Regions from separate parts of the Anser cygnoides genome. Here region 2 is linked to region 1. The links are chromatin contacts, called in public Hi-C maps. All regions are on one chromosome and are shown on one strand. The core of a region is the stretch at or near the end of the contact, and the rest is flanking DNA. Distances in the headings are between cores, read along the strand shown.

Region 1 (3,630 bases), core at 726-3,225:
ATTGATCACAAAGTAGCTGAAAAGAATAAAGAAGGGAAAATAAGTCTGATGAATGCCATGCTTGCAGCCCTTGGACTGAGGTGTGTATATAAGATGCTATTCAATCACTGCAAAAAATAATAAGAATAAATATATATATATATTTATATATTTAATAGGTTTAAGTCCTGATTTTCTGCCCAGGTTCTCCAAGGAAGCTCGTGGTGCCTCGTGGCCCGTTAGGTGACTGAGCCTGGAGGAGACGAGCAGAGCTGGCTCCCCCTGGGCACTGCTTGATGTGCGCAGCACCGCGGCCACCCCGAGCTCCGCCACAGTTATTATGACCCAGAGCGATTTATGGCAGCCCCCGGGCTGCTTTAGAATTAGGTAAGGCAAGCAGGGGTCCCACCAGGACTAGCACTCACCAAACACTTGTTTTAGAGACACTTTTGGCTTGTCTTTATTTCTTTTAGAGGCCGCGAGGAGGATACTGCCCTGTCCCTTTCCGTAGGACCCCAGCTCCGAAGTCACAACCTCCCTGTTCTCCAACACTGCTTTAATTCAGGGTCCGCGTTCATAGCACTGGGCGGCTCGTAAATCCTCCCCAGCCCCTGTGCACAAAGCCACCATTCATTCTGGTCATGCCACGACTCCAGGCTGGGCCTGGGGGACTTCCCTGCCGGCGCGCGGCTCGGCGGGACCCCCTCTTTCTTCTCCGAGACCACCACGCAGCAGCAGGGCTTTTCATGTGGCCAGGAGCGAGACTCATGCTTTGAGTCATGTCTCCAATGACCAAGTCTTTTATTTTCCTTCTTTTTTTTCGTTTTTCCCCCTTTTTTAATTTATATTTTTTATTATTTTTTCCAGCTCTCAGCAAGCTTGGCTCTGAAAGGCAGGGTCAGGTGAGGCTGGGAGAGCATCAGTCCTGCTCCCTGGGGCGGTATGGGTGCTTGGGCAAGGCTTGATGCTCACCTGCAGAGAGGCAATGCCCATCCACAAGCCATGTATCGCCCCAATTACCCTCAAATCATTGAAAAGAAATTTCAGATGCCTGAGACGCCAGACACACGCTCTGCCAGCAGGTCCCACACGTCACAGACATGTTTTCCTGCAACCACAAGGCCTCCTGATGCTGCAGAGCTTCTTTTCCAGGCAGATCCTTGGGGACAGTCTATGAGAGAGGTGCTGTGTCCCAGTACACGGGAGTAGGGACAGCATGAGAGGGGTGATCATTGCTCAGGATGCTGATGAATCCCTACCAGGGCAAGCCCCATTGGCACCCGCCTCCCAGTACTGCCCAGCTAGGTTTTCATGCTGCTGCTGTCTCTCTGCTCTACAGAAGAAAGACCAAATAAGTCTGATCAGTTATGGAGAGAAAGAGGAATCCCTGTGGTTTTCTTCCTGCCAAGTTCAGCAGCCTTGCTTTTCCTGGGAGATGTGCTCTGCAAAAGCACGGGATCAGTGTTTGGACAGATCCTTTCAGTCTCTTCTCCAGGACCAAAACATCCAGTGATGGGAAAAGCTTTGTGTGCTCAGATTTAGCAGGCATGCCTGTTGGACATCAAGGAACAGCTTCACCAGGGAACAAGTGCAGACTTCAGCAAAGACAATAGTTTTTGCTGGACTCTGCTATCTAGAGATGAAGCAAACATTTGGGCCCTCTGGGGAAATGCCTGCTTTAATCCCTGCGAGCTCCCCAGCTCAGGCTGGGTGGATGCAGTGGGACGGGCATCACCTGGGGAGAGACCACACTGAGCATGGGGAGCAAGGGTCGGATCAGGGCTCTTGTATTTTATAGGTTAGGGGCTGCGTGCGATGCTGCTGGCCACCCCCTCCACACCTCCAGCCGGGCTGTGAGCCTCTTCCACCAGCGGTGGGAATGAAGCTGAAACCAAAACCTGGGCAGAGGACTTGTGACAGTTCAATCCCTGGCTTGCAAAAAAGGCAAAACCTCCCTCCAGCTGGAGGGCTGATAAGATAAGCAGGAGGGAAGGGCTGAGCCCAGGTGAGGCTCTCCCCACCCCGGGGGCAGAGCCGTGACCCAGGTGTGTTTCGGGCTCGCTCCGCCTCGCCGGGCAGCAGGAAGGGTGACGGAGCAGGAGGCAGGAGGGCACTGCGGGGCCGGATGGGTGACGCTGGCACTGAAGAGCGAAGCCATGGACGTGGTAACTCCCGCGGGCTTCTCCCTTCTGCCACAGCAGGGGCTGAGCTGCATGAAACGCTTGCTGCTTGGCTCCCCTCCACACATTTATAGGCTCAGGCTGCAGGTAGAAGCTCATCCTCCTGGTGAGATGAATGCTCCCAGAGCTGTTCTGCTCTCTGTGGGGCCACCTGGGGATGTTTTCCTGCCCCAAAGCGGGCACTGAGGGGCTGCTGGTGCTAGGCTTCTTCCCCACCGCTCTGAGATGAGCGGCAGTGGCTGCCTCTTAATTTACTGAAAATAGAAGTGGATTTTTAATTTTCCTAAATTTTTTTTTTAGGAGAAACTGGTGAGTTAATGAGTAGCCGGCAGATGTGTGTGGGCAGAGGGCAGCGCCGGTTACACATTCACCCGCGGGAACTCCCTTGGTGATCGAGAGAGGGGAGGAAAACAGAGGCACGTCAGGAGGGAGCGAGCAGTCCTTCCTGTCCCTGTCTTCAGTATGGTTTCTCTCACTGTGTCGATTATTTCTAGAAAAGCAGAAAGGTACTGAGAGCTCAGGCTCCTTTTGGACAGCCCTTATAACAGCACAGACCTCCAGCTGCTGCTCTCTCAGAAAGGTGTCCATACTGAAGCCCTAGGCTGAGCTTTATTCTGCTTCCTAGCATGATATTAATGTTAGAAGAGTACTTTATTTATAGGGAGAAAATATGGAAAGTTTAGCTGTCCCCTGACTCCATAATGCTTGTAGCTTTCCGGCCAGGAAAAGTTTGTTTCTTTTTGATTCTCTCTCTCTCTCTCATCTTGCATGCTCTTTTGCCAAGTGCGTTATTATTCCTGGTGAATTATTTGGCCAGATGTAGCTGTAACGCATGCTGTGAGCTTTTGCCAGTCCTTTAAATTTATGGGTGGCTTCTCCCTACTTTGCTGACCGCTCTAATTTACAGCTGGGTGCCTGGCCCCGCTGTGCAGTGCCTCCCTGGGCTGGGGGCCGGGACTTGACAAGTGCCCTGAGCCGGGCAAGGGGCTTCCAGGGCTCATCTCCCTGAGCTGGCTCCAGGCAGAGCTGGGAAAAACACCCCGCCGAGACCTGGAGAACTCGATGCACATCAGAGGACCGTGCTAACCTCAGCTGGGGGCTGCATGAGCTTTGTGGGGAGGGAGGTGGTGTCAGGGCTGAGGTGCGATTTATGCCGAGCATCCCTGCAGCCCCTGCTGCTGCCAGGAGGTTTGGGGCACCTGGCTGTCTGTGTCCCTCCTGGCTCTGCTCGTGGCACTGACATGAATATCCCAGGTGGCTGCAAAATGGGGAGAACTCTCGCACTGAAGGGCGCCGCGGGCGCATTAAGCACAGATTGTCTTCCTGTTAATTACACGAGTGGTTTGAAGCTGCCATTTCAAGGCGAGAGCAATAACAAGCCGAAGGGGAAAAAGGGAGCCTTGAATCCACCTCTGAGCAATCCAAGGTGCCAGCCAGGGGGCTCTCAGCAGCCCTGTCTGCCCCAGCAAGT
Region 2 (3,630 bases), core at 482-2,981, 510 kb before region 1:
TGCAGCTCTACTGCTAGAAAAATCTCTGTGCCTTGTTACCTTCATGTTGTAGGAGAGAAGAACAATTTTTCAACAAAACCTACCCGCTAGCGTTACCTTTGCTTCCAAACAACATAGGCTGTTGTACTGCAGCAAAAGACTTCTGTAGATAGAAAACATCTCCACCAGCACCCACTTCAAAAATAAAACAAAAAATCTTTTGTGGTGGCACTTCTATTTCAGACAGGCTGAGGCACTTTGTTCCTTGGAATCTGTGAGGCACAGAGAATTTGCTCGGTGTAGGATGGAACAGGGATGCCTGGATTGTCCCAGGTGGCACACGGGGAGCAAAAAGGAAGGTAAGAGAAGAGAGGCTCTCTGTAGACTGGGACGGAGCTGCAGGCACAGCACTAGAAAGCTGTTAAAGCAGAAGTCAATGAAACGATACACAGAAGGAGCACCAACTTCTGACTGATGGGCAAAGCGGGACGGGAGGGGAGGAATCCTGGATCTTAAGCAGGCTGTAAGGAAAGAGCGGGCTGTGGTTGTGGAAGAGAAGTTCTGAAGCTGTGAGGATGAAAAGGGCATAGGCAAAGTTTGACTTGATGTGACTGAATGAAAGGGTCAAATATCACGGAGAAAAGAATTCACTAAATCTTGTCAGCCGGCACGTGAGAAGGAGGTGGCAGAAGAATAAAAGGTAGTGCTGACATTGCGAGCCTGGGAGAAGGGGAGGGAGCAGGGAGGGAGGAGAAATTAAGGAAATAATGGAGAAAGGCAGGAAGGGGGAGGGTGGAGGTTATAAGAAATCAGGTGCTCAATTTTGTCCAGGTTGCCCTTGAGCTGGCAGGGGGGTTATCCTGGGTGATGTGCTGAAGAGATTTATGGACATGGGGTAGGGTTGGAAAGACAGATTTGTGAGTTGTCAGCTTAGAGGTGACAGCGGAGCAGCAAGAGAGAACCTTGGGACTGAGCACTGAAGGGGAAGGGAAGGGAGCCCAGGCCAGGCTCTCGGGGGCTTCCAAAGAGGAGGAAGGAACAGCACCACCGGGACGGTCACCGGCCTGCAGGACGTGCGCCAGGAAGCAAGTAGCAGGGGTACCGAGAGCCTAGATAAGAAACGGCTGGGCAGTTTGGTGCATGGAGGGAGCCTGGGCATTTAGAACTGAATCTGGGGAGAAGTCATCAGCGTCGTAGATAAAACTAATTGGTTTTATGACTCCCATGAGTCTCGGAGCACGTCTTTGTGTCCTTCACAGACCCGGAGCTGTACAGTGGCCAGAGGCTGTTGTACTGTTAGGTCTGTCCAGGTTTTCTTGCTGCTGTCAGGGCACAGCTCCACCTGGACAGACCCAGAACAGCATCCTGCCGTAGCGCAGCTGTGAAATAGGAAGGACTGCACCAGGAGGTTCATGTGCAAATAACAACCAGTTGTCATTTGTGAGGAGCTGATAACGTCATAGCTCTGATTCTATGTGCCTGCTGTATACAAATGTATATAAATAACCACAGGATTGTTTAATATTCCCATATTGTAGCACAAAGTAGCACCACTTTTAAACTTCTAGAGGCAGAGAATTTAAGTGCCTCACTTCCATGGTTGGGAGAAGATGGTTGTGAGGCAACTCAGGTACCACCTCAGGGTATGCAAAGGTAGGTTTTTTAAGGATCATTCCGACCTTCACTGGTTCCACCAGGAGACGTACACCCAGATTTTGTGGAAAGTGAACGCTGGGGAAAGGAACTTCTGGGGAACTTCATTCACAAGTCCTAGTTTTAAGAGGTGCCGAGCGATGCAAATACCCTGCAAGCAGTCAGAACAGTGTGTGGAAACCACTTGGGTGGGAACTCGATGCCTAGGAAGTCCCGGTAGGCACTTCTCCACATCCTTAGGTACCTAAATACCTTTAGCCACCTGGCCCTGGGCAGTAAGGTCTAGCAAACCATCAGGCAGATGTTGCAGTTAGGGAATTTGATCTTGGCTAGGATACAGACGGTGTGATTTCAGATCATGGATTTTTTAGCTATTTTCAATAAATAGTTTTTTATTTGACTTTTATTTTGAAGCTTCTGATTTTAGGCTGCTATTTTAAACCTCTCTCAGCTGGTGACTCTGATTGCTTTTCAAACCTTCTATTTTATAACCTTTGTACTCTTCTGCATGAATCTAGGCCAGGTTCCCGCCTCCTGTTTGCTTTCCAGGGTCTTTGAGCTTTAAGCAAAACGCAGTTTGGGTCTGCTGAGGCTAGGAACCTTAGGAGACCCCACTGTTGGTTTTTTAACTGGTACATATTTGGGTGAGTCGCCATCCATGTGAATCGTTCACTACACTGTGTCTAGTTTAGTCAAGCCCAATTAAAATAAAATTTGGATGCATCTTTGCCTCCTTTGGGGCAGGGCTTGTTCTTGAATACCAATGGAAAGCAAAGGTGGATGCTGTCACATAGCAAGAAGAAATTAAGAAAGGAGCAAATTTTACAGCTCTCCTGTGATCATTGTTCAAGGGAGAAGTCAGGGAGAGCTCCCGTGCGATGAGAACGAAGGTCTAATTGATGGCCTGATTCTCCATGGCTGTGCAGCCATCCTTTCCTTCTTTGCTTCTAATAAACGCTCTCTGAGTTCACCCCCACATGTGCAAGAAAAATCCATGTGACCAGATAGGGAGACCTTTAAGAAAAGACCAATATTTGCATATCTATTATGGTTATACTCAGTGTTATACTTGTTTCATTAAAATTTCTATTTGGTTAATATGTAAGGTCAATACTGTCACTGTTCTGGAAAATTCATTTATTTTAAAATTGAAGCTAAATGCAGCAAGTATGATTCCCCCCCTGCCTCCATCTGTATAAATCCACTGAGCTTGACAGAGGAAGTAAGGGAAAGCAAAATGGGGCCCCACATGTTTAGAGATGGGGGTCTGCTGTGTGGGAAGAAACATGCTACTTACACAAATCCTAATTTTCAAGGTAAATCACTTGGTATAGATGCTCTGAGTTCCTGTTTTTTTATATTCAAGGGATGGTTATTATTTCAGCTGGGTGCCTACTGAGGTCCATTAGTTTTTACACACCAGTTAAGGTTGTCAATTGCAGGGATTAAAAATATATGAAGGAATACTTAGGATCACTTAAAAGTCCTGTGCTTTCCTAAGGCTGCCAGCTTTCAAACCATAAGCAACCATTTTCAAACAAATTTGCCTGTTGGGAAGGCTGAAGATGGGAGTTCTTTTCCCAGAAAGGAGGAAGAATATAGCTGCTTTCAAAGTCAGGAGTCAGGGGGTTCTGGTATCTTTCTGGCTCACAAATGTTTTTTAGGGCCTTTCCTTTGTCTAAGTTTTCCCAGAGTTTGGGGTCCTCTGTGTGGTCGGTTGTTTTTTGTGAGTGTTGCTTAACAATCCTAAACGCAGCGTCTGCTTCAATTCTCAGAAATCAGGAAAGGGGAGGAAATGATCTAGGACAGCTACTGTGGAAGTCACCTTTAAAGCCTTACAAAAATGTATTAAAACCAAAAGCTATTTTCAACATGCATCAAGGGAAAATGCCTATTAAGATGGATCTGTTTTAATTTCAGCATTTCTGGTGTAAAATCACAGTGTTTCAAAGATTTCATTCTGTATGCAGGAAACCTCCAAGTGTCTGTTCAGTCCTG

Evidence for each region. Hi-C and Micro-C count contacts between places; a contact is called where the count stands out from the background.
Region 2: a Hi-C map of liver shows a contact between it and region 1, with 2.0 times the contacts expected there. The contact joins the enhancer-like site here to the promoter of FYB2 in region 1. A contact is called at or near these places in 2 of 7 Hi-C or Micro-C datasets (granulosa cells and liver).

The regions. Positions count from the first base shown.
Region 1 is chr8:29,017,161-29,020,790 of Taihu_goose_T2T_genome, reverse strand. It overlaps FYB2 (FYN binding protein 2), which reads left to right and starts at 1,975. Exons shown (of 20, transcript XM_048062074.2): 1 at 1,975-2,144. The coding sequence starts at 2,136.
Region 2 is chr8:29,530,997-29,534,626 of Taihu_goose_T2T_genome, reverse strand. The region is part of intron 8 of OMA1 (OMA1 zinc metallopeptidase); the gene reads left to right. Among named protein-coding and RNA genes, the nearest start is that of DAB1, 24 kb to the right of the region's middle. Within about 2 kb of position 1,731, at least 1 of the 3 cell types and tissues checked has open chromatin away from gene starts, as enhancers often do. A contact at or near this core is called in liver, where this site is marked.